3 separate regions of the Rattus norvegicus genome follow, and regions 1 and 2 are each linked to region 3. The links are chromatin contacts, called in public Hi-C maps. All regions are on one chromosome and are shown on one strand. Each heading gives the region's core, a stretch centred on a gene start, on an enhancer-like site or on the middle of the called end of the contact. The rest is flanking DNA. Distances are from core to core; before and after follow the strand shown. Region 1 holds the start of H4cl3 (histone H4C like 3). Region 2 holds the start of hist1h2ail2 (histone cluster 1, H2ai-like2). Region 3 holds the start of H2bc12 (H2B clustered histone 12).

What was found. Hi-C and Micro-C count contacts between places; a contact is called where the count stands out from the background.
Region 1: a contact with region 3 is called in a Hi-C map of kidney, with 7 times the contacts expected there. The contact joins the promoter of H4cl3 here to the promoter of H2bc12 in region 3. A contact is called at or near these places in 11 of 12 Hi-C or Micro-C datasets (the A7r5 cell line, Schwann cells, frontal cortex and 6 more) and 1 of 1 datasets of contacts at active chromatin or transcription factors (oligodendrocytes).
Region 2: a Hi-C map of liver shows a contact between it and region 3, with 5 times the contacts expected there. The contact joins the promoter of hist1h2ail2 here to the promoter of H2bc12 in region 3. A contact is called at or near these places in 4 of 12 Hi-C or Micro-C datasets (Schwann cells, frontal cortex, liver and 1 more).

What each region holds. Positions count from the first base shown.
Region 1 is chr17:47,493,539-47,496,339 of GRCr8, reverse strand. H4cl3 (histone H4C like 3) reads left to right here and starts at 1,452. Exons shown (of 3, transcript XM_008771773.4): 1 at 1,452-1,834. The coding sequence starts at 1,506. It overlaps H2ac4 (H2A clustered histone 4), which reads left to right and starts at 213. Exons shown (of 1, transcript NM_001109423.2): 1 at 213-716. The coding sequence starts at 255. The coding sequence ends at 647. It also overlaps the pseudogene H2bc12l-ps1.
Region 2 is chr17:47,447,447-47,450,369 of GRCr8, reverse strand. It overlaps hist1h2ail2 (histone cluster 1, H2ai-like2), which reads right to left and starts at 1,468. Exons shown (of 1, transcript NM_001408761.1): 1 at 1,008-1,468. The coding sequence starts at 1,436. The coding sequence ends at 1,044. H2bcl1 (H2B clustered histone like 1) reads left to right here and starts at 1,687. Exons shown (of 1, transcript NM_001409088.1): 1 at 1,687-2,157. The coding sequence starts at 1,730. The coding sequence ends at 2,110.
Region 3 is chr17:47,180,642-47,183,341 of GRCr8, reverse strand. It overlaps H2bc12 (H2B clustered histone 12), which reads left to right and starts at 1,402. Exons shown (of 1, transcript NM_001109400.2): 1 at 1,402-1,865. The coding sequence starts at 1,438. The coding sequence ends at 1,818. It overlaps Hist1h4b (histone cluster 1 H4 family member B), which reads right to left. Exons shown (of 2, transcript NM_022686.2): 2 at 2,652-2,700. It overlaps H2ac12 (H2A clustered histone 12), which reads right to left and starts at 1,149. Exons shown (of 1, transcript NM_001408726.1): 1 at 684-1,149. The coding sequence starts at 1,114. The coding sequence ends at 728.

The DNA of each region.
Region 1 (2,801 bases), core at 203-2,702, 310 kb before region 3:
CTGTCTCTGCACAGGCTGATTTTAAAGAAACTTGTGGCTTTGGTTAGCGCGAACTAGCAATCGTCATCCACTAAATACCCAATCATAGCAAGGGTTTGTCAAACCAACTGTGTTATTGGTCTAGGTGAATAGTTCCATGTAACCAATGAAATTGCTACTTTTTCACGCCCTGCGTTGAGTATAAATGGCAAAGCATAGCTGTGTCATCTCTCACTGAGTATCCTTCAGTGGATTCTACCTTCCAGCTCTCTACAATGACTGGACGTGGTAAACAAGGTGGTAAGGCTCGTGCCAAGGCCAAGACCCGCTCCTCCCGGGCCGGCCTACAGTTCCCCGTGGGTCGTGTGCACCGTCTGCTCCGCAAGGGCAACTACTCGGAACGGGTGGGCGCCGGCGCCCCGGTGTACCTGGCGGCCGTGCTGGAGTACCTGACGGCCGAGATCTTGGAGCTGGCGGGCAACGCGGCGAGGGACAACAAGAAGACGCGTATCATCCCGCGCCACCTGCAGCTGGCCATCCGCAACGACGAGGAGCTCAACAAGCTGCTGGGCCGCGTGACCATCGCACAGGGCGGTGTCCTGCCCAACATCCAGGCGGTGCTGCTGCCCAAGAAGACCGAGAGCCACCACAAAGCTAAGGGAAAGTGAGACCCTTTATACAAAGCACTATCACCAAAGGCTCTTTTCAGAGCCACTCACTTTCTCCAAAAAGAATTGGACGCTGCCAAAAATGTTGAATTGTAGGAATTTTTGTGTTTTGCCCCGTCATTAATTTTTGAAAACAATTTTACCTCGGTTGTATCAAGGGTTTCTTTTCCCCATACATATAAGCTAAATATTCTTTGTGTAGTTCCTAGGGCTCCTGGAAGAATTCTCTGGCCCAGTAGTACACAAAAGCAGACCCACCCTTTAGTTCGAGGTCTCTACTCTGCAGGGTGAATCCCAAGACAGGACTACACAACGAATTGTCTCGAGAAGTGTTCCTTTTACACTTGGAAGAGCACACACTAGAAAACAACTAATCACTGTACAATTCTCACCTTAATACTGCTTACGTGCATGATTGACAAGTCCTTATTGCCATTTGACAAGTACAAGATCAGCTAAGGGTGTTAAATCATTTGGTTACCATCACAGCTAATAACGTTTCCACTAGACCTCCCCACCTCGCTCTGCAAATCCCAAGGGGTCAATACCTATCTTGTAGGTATCTTACTACACATCTTTCCATATAATCTAAAACAGGAAAAAATGTAGGAAAAGTGCTTTTAATAAACAATACATTGATCTCCACGATTATTCAGCGGGATTTCCTTTTCAATGAGGAAATTGCACACTTGCTTAAACACAAACCCTCATCAGACTCAGAAAACAAAAGAACTCACCAGCCAATTATGTTGTTCCTGCAGCTATTTTGACCAATCAGAATCCAGCCGCCTGTATAAATGTGGCCGTGAAGCTTTTTCTTTTCTCCTTTCACTTTCCTTTGGGAGGTCAAGACATACTATGGCTCGTACTAAGCAGACCGCTCGCAAGTCCACCGGTGGCAAGGCCCCGCGCAAGCAACTGGCTACCAAGGCCGCCCGCAAGAGCGCTCCAGCCACCGGCGGCGTTAAGAAGCCCCACCGCTACCGTCCTGGCACCGTGGCTCTGCGCGAGATCAGGCGCTACCAAAAGTCGACCGAGTTGCTGATCCGCAAGCTCCCATTCCAGCGCTTGGTACGTGAAATCGCTCAGGACTTCAAGACTGACCTGCGTTTCCAGAGCTCGGCGGTCATGGCCCTGCAGGAGGCCTGTGAGGCCTACCTTGTGGGTCTGTTTGAGGACACCAACCTGTGCGCCATCCACGCCAAGCGTGTGACCATCATGCCCAAGGATATCCAGCTTGCCCGCCGCATTCGAGGGGAGAGAGCATAAGTTGTCTCGTGTTTTTCCAAAGGCTCTTTTCAGAGCCACCTATACGTACACAAAAGAGTTATTTTACTTTTACACGAATTGGAGTTCTTCCCTTGGTACAAAGCCAATTTGTAACCAAAGTTTTTCTTAGTTTTGCTAAAGAAAACCGGTCACATGGTATTACAAATACAGCAAATTCCAATAGGATACTAAGGCCTACTCCTACTCTTCACAATCTCTCAAGTATTTAGAGAATGGTGCCTACCCTCAAAGTTGCTCCTAATCCCCCAAATGCACTAGGTTTTTTTGCCTAAATCCACGGATTGTGTTTTGTAATTAGCATGGCAGCCGTTTTAAGGTGCATGGAGTCCAAAATCCCAGGCATGGGCAAACCTTTAAGGTCTTAATATAACTAAATTCATGATCTCCACATTCCTTTAGGTCCTACACGTTACCCAGCAATGACTCGCCTGCTTATGGGTGTTCTATGCATGACTGCACCACGTGTATACCTGATGCTCTGAGAGGCCAGAATAAGGGGTTAGGTCCTCTGTCCCTGGCATTCTAGAGGGCTGTGAGCTACAAAATGGGTGTATGGAAATCTGAGGTTTTACAGAATTGCTGCAAACATTGTAACATGCAGTCCCAACAATAGACTTCTGGTGTTCAGAATCCACTTAGATAAAAGGTTTGAATGGGTGGAGAAACAGTAAGAAAACCCATAACAACCCAAGTGCTACAACCAGCTTTCTGTGGCCTGTGAGGGCTATCTTTAAATGTCCACAATTCTAACATCCCATTTTCTTATCAAAGCATTCATCTTTTTGTGGCCCAGTGACCTATGTACCATAACTGCTGCTGTGCTAGAGTGAAACTTCTAGTCCCTAGCGATCATGTGTCTTTCTA
Region 2 (2,923 bases), core at 219-2,718, 270 kb before region 3:
ACCGGAGTTTGGCTCAGGACATAACAGGTACTCAACATGTGAGATGACAGGAGATGGCCTTTGATTCTAGCTTCTCTCTGCCCTTTATTTCATTTTTTGATTTCATGTGCAAATTTGATGTCTCAGTGTCAGTGCCCAGGATGCCAAAACAGGATGTGTGACACCTAACTCTAACCCTGCAGGACTGGCCGCTTCTCTAGGCCCCCAAATGACTCTTTCAAAGTAACTACTATCCACATGTACTGAAAGTTGGCTTCAGATAAAATATAACTCTACTAATAAATTTAGTACATGATTTTAAAACATTTCCTTTCCAGAATTGCTAATTTCTACCTTTAGAAATACACTGAATTGTTTTTAAGTCCCTTGACAGCAGAGACTTTATTTTAAACTTTCTTTTCTTTAACCTCAGGCTCCTTAAAGCCTGTACCACCGTAGTAAACTTTAACATGTGCATCCCAAGGTTCACTCAGTACCAACCCACGAAATACTTGCCCTAAACGCTTTACAAAACAAAGGCCAAGATGAAAAGGGGTAAAAGACTGAACAAATGGCTGAGGCTAAAGGGTTGGAGATTTGGCTCAGTGGTAGAGCACTTGGCTAGCAAGCGCAAGGCCCTGGGTTCGGTCCCCAGCTCCGAAAAAAAGAAAAAAAAAAACGTTTTAAAATGGCTGAGGCTTAAAGAAATGACAGATTTTAACATAAGTCATTCTGTAAATGCTGAGTGAAAGAACAATCTATTAGATAACTTGCTATTCCTCCTAGAATGCTATACAAGAACAAACAATGATCTTTTAATAATACAGGGAACGTTCCTGGCCTGAAGCATTAGAACTTAAGAGGTACTAATACTTACTGGGCAGTAAATTAAAACTTGGCAGTTTGATTCATTAATCCTTGAGAATAAACCTAGGACTGGCTTAACTTAATGTTTCTCTGTCCATAGTGTTGCACTCATTGACCCAACTACCATTCTAATTAGCACAGCTCCTCCGTGTGTTCTTATAGGTGGCTCTGAAAAGAGCCTTTGGTGATCCCTGGTCTTACTTCCCCTTAGCCTTGTGGTGGCTCTCGGTCTTCTTGGGCAGCAGCACCGCCTGGATGTTTGGCAGAACGCCGCCCTGTGCGATGGTCACGCGGCCCAGCAGCTTGTTGAGCTCCTCGTCGTTGCGGATGGCCAGCTGCAGGTGGCGCGGGATGATGCGCGTCTTCTTGTTGTCCCTCGCTGCGTTGCCCGCCAGCTCCAGGATCTCGGCCGTCAGGTACTCCAGCACGGCCGCCAGGTACACCGGGGCGCCGGCGCCCACCCGCTCCGAATAGTTGCCCTTACGCAGCAGACGGTGCACGCGGCCCACGGGAAACTGCAGGCCCGCCCGGGAGGACCGGGTCTTGGCCTTGGCGCGAGCCTTGCCGCCCTGCTTCCCACGTCCAGACATAGCAAAGAAACGAAAACTAGAATCTACTCACTGAGAGAAGATACCGCTATGCTGTGGCACTTATACGCAACGCAGGGCGTGAAAAAGTAGCAATTTCATTGGTTACATGGAACTATTCGCCTAGACCAATAACACAGTTGGTTAGAAAAACCCTTGCTATGATTGGGTATTTAGTGGATGACGATTGTTAGTTCGCGCTAACCAAAGCCACAAGTTTCTTTAAAAGTCAGCCTGTGCAGAAACCGTACAGTTGTTCGGTCCTATTTTCCTTTGTTTGGTGTTTCATTTTCGCTATGCCTGAGCCCGCGAAGTCCGCTCCCGCCCCGAAGAAGGGCTCCAAGAAGGCCGTGACCAAGGCGCAGAAGAAGGACGGCAAGAAGCGCAAGCGCAGCCGCAAGGAGAGCTACTCGGTGTACGTGTACAAGGTGCTGAAGCAAGTGCACCCGGACACGGGCATCTCTTCTAAGGCCATGGGCATCATGAACTCGTTCGTGAACGACATCTTCGAGCGCATCGCGGGCGAGGCGTCGCGTCTAGCGCATTACAACAAGCGCTCGACCATCACGTCCCGGGAGATCCAGACGGCCGTGCGCCTGCTGCTGCCCGGGGAGCTGGCCAAGCACGCTGTGTCCGAGGGCACCAAGGCGGTCACCAAGTACACCAGCTCCAAGTGAGTTCATCTTAACTCACTCCTAACCCAAAGGCTCTTTTCAGAGCCACTCACCTTACTGAAAGAATGTTGCACTTCGAGTTTGCTTAGAAAGCTAAAGACTAAAGGAAGGTGACAATTGAAGAGGTTCGGTGAAATGCATGCCTAAGGGCCGAGTACAGACAACACTGCTTTTGAGTACAGTGCTCCGTAAACTTTTTCCTTTGGATTAATTTACCAAAACTGAAAGTTAGACTCATCTTTACAGTGTCCTGATTTGTGGCTTCGCTAGCCAATCGGCGTTTCGCGGGCAGTTTCAAAATTAAACGCCAGAGATAGTCGCGTTTGTTTCCCCATCATTCTTGGGGTTCTTCCTGCTCAGTGTTTCAACTGTTTCTGGTACTTAGGACAAATTTTAAAAAGGAAAAATCAGAAAGCCTTTCCCTGCTCATTCCGTAGTCTCACCTTGGATAATAAAAACGGGCTTTTCAGTTTAAAATATGCAATAGCTTAATTGAAACATTTTGAATCTTTTCTGGAATTTATATGAAAATGCTTCAAGTTTATTTTGCTCAATTCTTTTAGTAGTACATTTTTATATGGTTAATGTATTCTAGTGACTCCCAGATGTTCTCATTCTGAGCACATAAGCAATGGGAGATAATTTTGAATTTTTGTGCTTTTTTTTTTTTTTTTTTTTCCGGGGCTGGGGATTGAACCCAGGACCTTGCGCTTCCTAGGCAAGTGCTCTACCACTGAGCCAAATCCCCAACCCCATAATTTTGAATTTTTAAGGGATATGGCATTCTTTCAGACAAACTAGTAGAAATAGTTACAT
Region 3 (2,700 bases), core at 153-2,652:
TCTTGTTCAGACTTTCAGTCCTTGCACTTTGGCTGTGCCGGCGGTAAGTTTCAGAGCTGACATTTGATTTTCCATTTGTAGTGTACTTGGTACATTTTATGCTAAACTCTCATGTCTTTTCAATTTGACCAAATAACACCTTCAATGAAGTCTTTGTATACCTCTGTCTAAACTTCTCTAAATTGGGCTATCTACTGCCTGACACCCCACACCTGTTTCCTTAGCTGGAAGCAATTTCCACATGAATAGGCTACATTAATCAGTTATCCTCTAATGAGGTGAACCACGTGGTCAAGAGTTAACCATGACTTGGAAAAAGATGTAATTTAGTAAACATGTTCTGCTGCAGTGGGAGTGAAAAAAAAAATTCCACCATCTGATGAGGTTAACTAGGCCTGCCAACTTGGATTCGTCCCAATATCCTAGGGAGCGGCAGACAAGCTTGTTCTACAGGGGGTTCCAGTGAGATCTTGTCTGAAAAACAAGCTTTATAAAGGGGGAGAGGGGAGAGCAGTATCTTAAGTCCCACGCTGACGGAGCACATATACACTGAACTGCAGCTTATTCATCGCGAAATCGCAACCAGTCCAGCTATTGTGCTTTAAACTGGATAAACTAAAGGCTTGTATATTTTCAAGATTGAGACCTTAGGTTTGCACGCATCAGCTTCTTTTTGGATTATGTGAATGGCTCTGAAAAGAGCCTTTGGGAAGTATGGAAACCTGCTTCACTTAACCTTGTGGTGGCTCTCCGTCTTCTTGGGCAGCAGCACCGCCTGGATGTTGGGCAGGACGCCGCCCTGCGCGATGGTCACGCGGCCCAGCAGCTTGTTGAGCTCCTCGTCGTTGCGGATGGCCAGCTGCAGGTGGCGCGGGATGATGCGCGTCTTCTTGTTGTCCCTCGCCGCGTTGCCCGCCAGCTCCAGGATCTCGGCCGTCAGGTACTCCAGCACGGCCGCCAGATACACTGGGGCGCCGGCGCCCACCCGCTCGGAGTAGTTGCCCTTGCGGAGCAGCCGGTGCACGCGACCCACCGGGAATTGCAGGCCGGCCCGGAAGGAGCGGGTCTTGGCCTTGGCGCGAGCCTTGCTGCCCTGCTTGCCGCGTCCAGACATAATAAAGAACTTGTCCCTCTTGCCTTTAACGCTCGCTACAAAAACATGAAGAAGGAACACGCTCTTGATTTTTATAGTTAAGCCAAGGCGCGAAAAAGGAGACCCGTCATTGGTTAGCATTCTGAGTTAATTTTAACCAATGGAAACGCGGTTTTGGGATTTGTGTATTCTTATTGGGTAAAAGCAGACTCAGCCTTTTCTCTGAATGACCACTAAAAAGATACAGAGCACTTCATCTTATTTGCATGCGAAGCTCTAGATAAAGAGTACCCGCGGCTTCACTACCTGGTTTTCTTGTTCGGTGTTCTGTCTACTTCTACAGTATGCCTGAACCTGCCAAGTCCGCCCCCGCACCGAAGAAGGGCTCCAAGAAGGCCGTGACCAAGGCGCAGAAGAAGGACGGCAAGAAGCGCAAGCGCAGCCGTAAGGAGAGCTACTCGGTGTACGTGTACAAGGTGCTGAAGCAAGTACACCCGGACACGGGCATCTCTTCCAAGGCCATGGGCATCATGAACTCGTTCGTGAACGACATCTTTGAGCGCATCGCGGGCGAGGCGTCGCGCCTGGCGCACTACAACAAGCGCTCGACCATCACGTCCCGGGAGATCCAGACGGCCGTGCGCCTGTTGCTTCCTGGGGAGCTGGCCAAGCACGCGGTGTCCGAGGGCACCAAGGCCGTCACCAAATACACCAGCGCTAAGTAAACTTTTCAGCAGGGTTAACACCAAAGGCTCTTTTAAGAGCCACTAAACTTACCAGTATTAGAGCTGTAAACCTTTTTAGAACTTCCACAGATAATTCCCGTGGCCGGTGCAGTGTTTAATACACTAGGATAATACAAGGAATTGCTTGTCTCGGTCAGGGTGGCCCAGTTTTGAGTACTGCGTAAGCCACAACGAACTTTGAGCAAAATGGAAGTATTTAGGAGCTATATTGTGTCTTGGCCTAATTTATTTGAAATCAGACTACGGCTAAGGATGCAAACTCAGCTGGTAGAGTGTTTGGCATACCTAAAGCCCTAAGCTAAATAAATCCTTCCCCACTGGTCTGGTGGACCACATCTATAATGCTTGCGTTCTGGTAAGTAGAAGTAAGGTCACGATTTCAAGGTCGTGATCCTGTGTTAGAAATTCGGGCTTGCAGGATCGTGTCTCATGCTAAAACCAAACCAAACCAAACCAACCCAACCCAACCCAACCCAACCCAGCTGGATTTAAACCTGTCTGTCGTTGTTCCTGCCTTTATTTGATTCCAGCACTCTGAAGGCAGGCCCAGTTGGATGTCTGTTCAAGAGCGGTCTAATCTACAGAGTGAGTTTGAACAGCTAGGGCTGTACAGTAAAACCCTTGCGTGTGGCATGGAGACAGAGGGCACCTCTAGGGAACAATTTACTGAAACGTAAACATTTTTGCCTCTCGCCTGTCTAGGCTTTGACGATACAAATACCGAGCACACAGAATGGATTGCTTTCTCCTGGAAGTGTACTTAGAGGTGAGCAAGGTCAGACTGGAATATTTCAACACGCCGAACAAGTTTTCTATCCATCCAAGTCTTTATTAGAACATTGCTTGTTACATTAATATTCT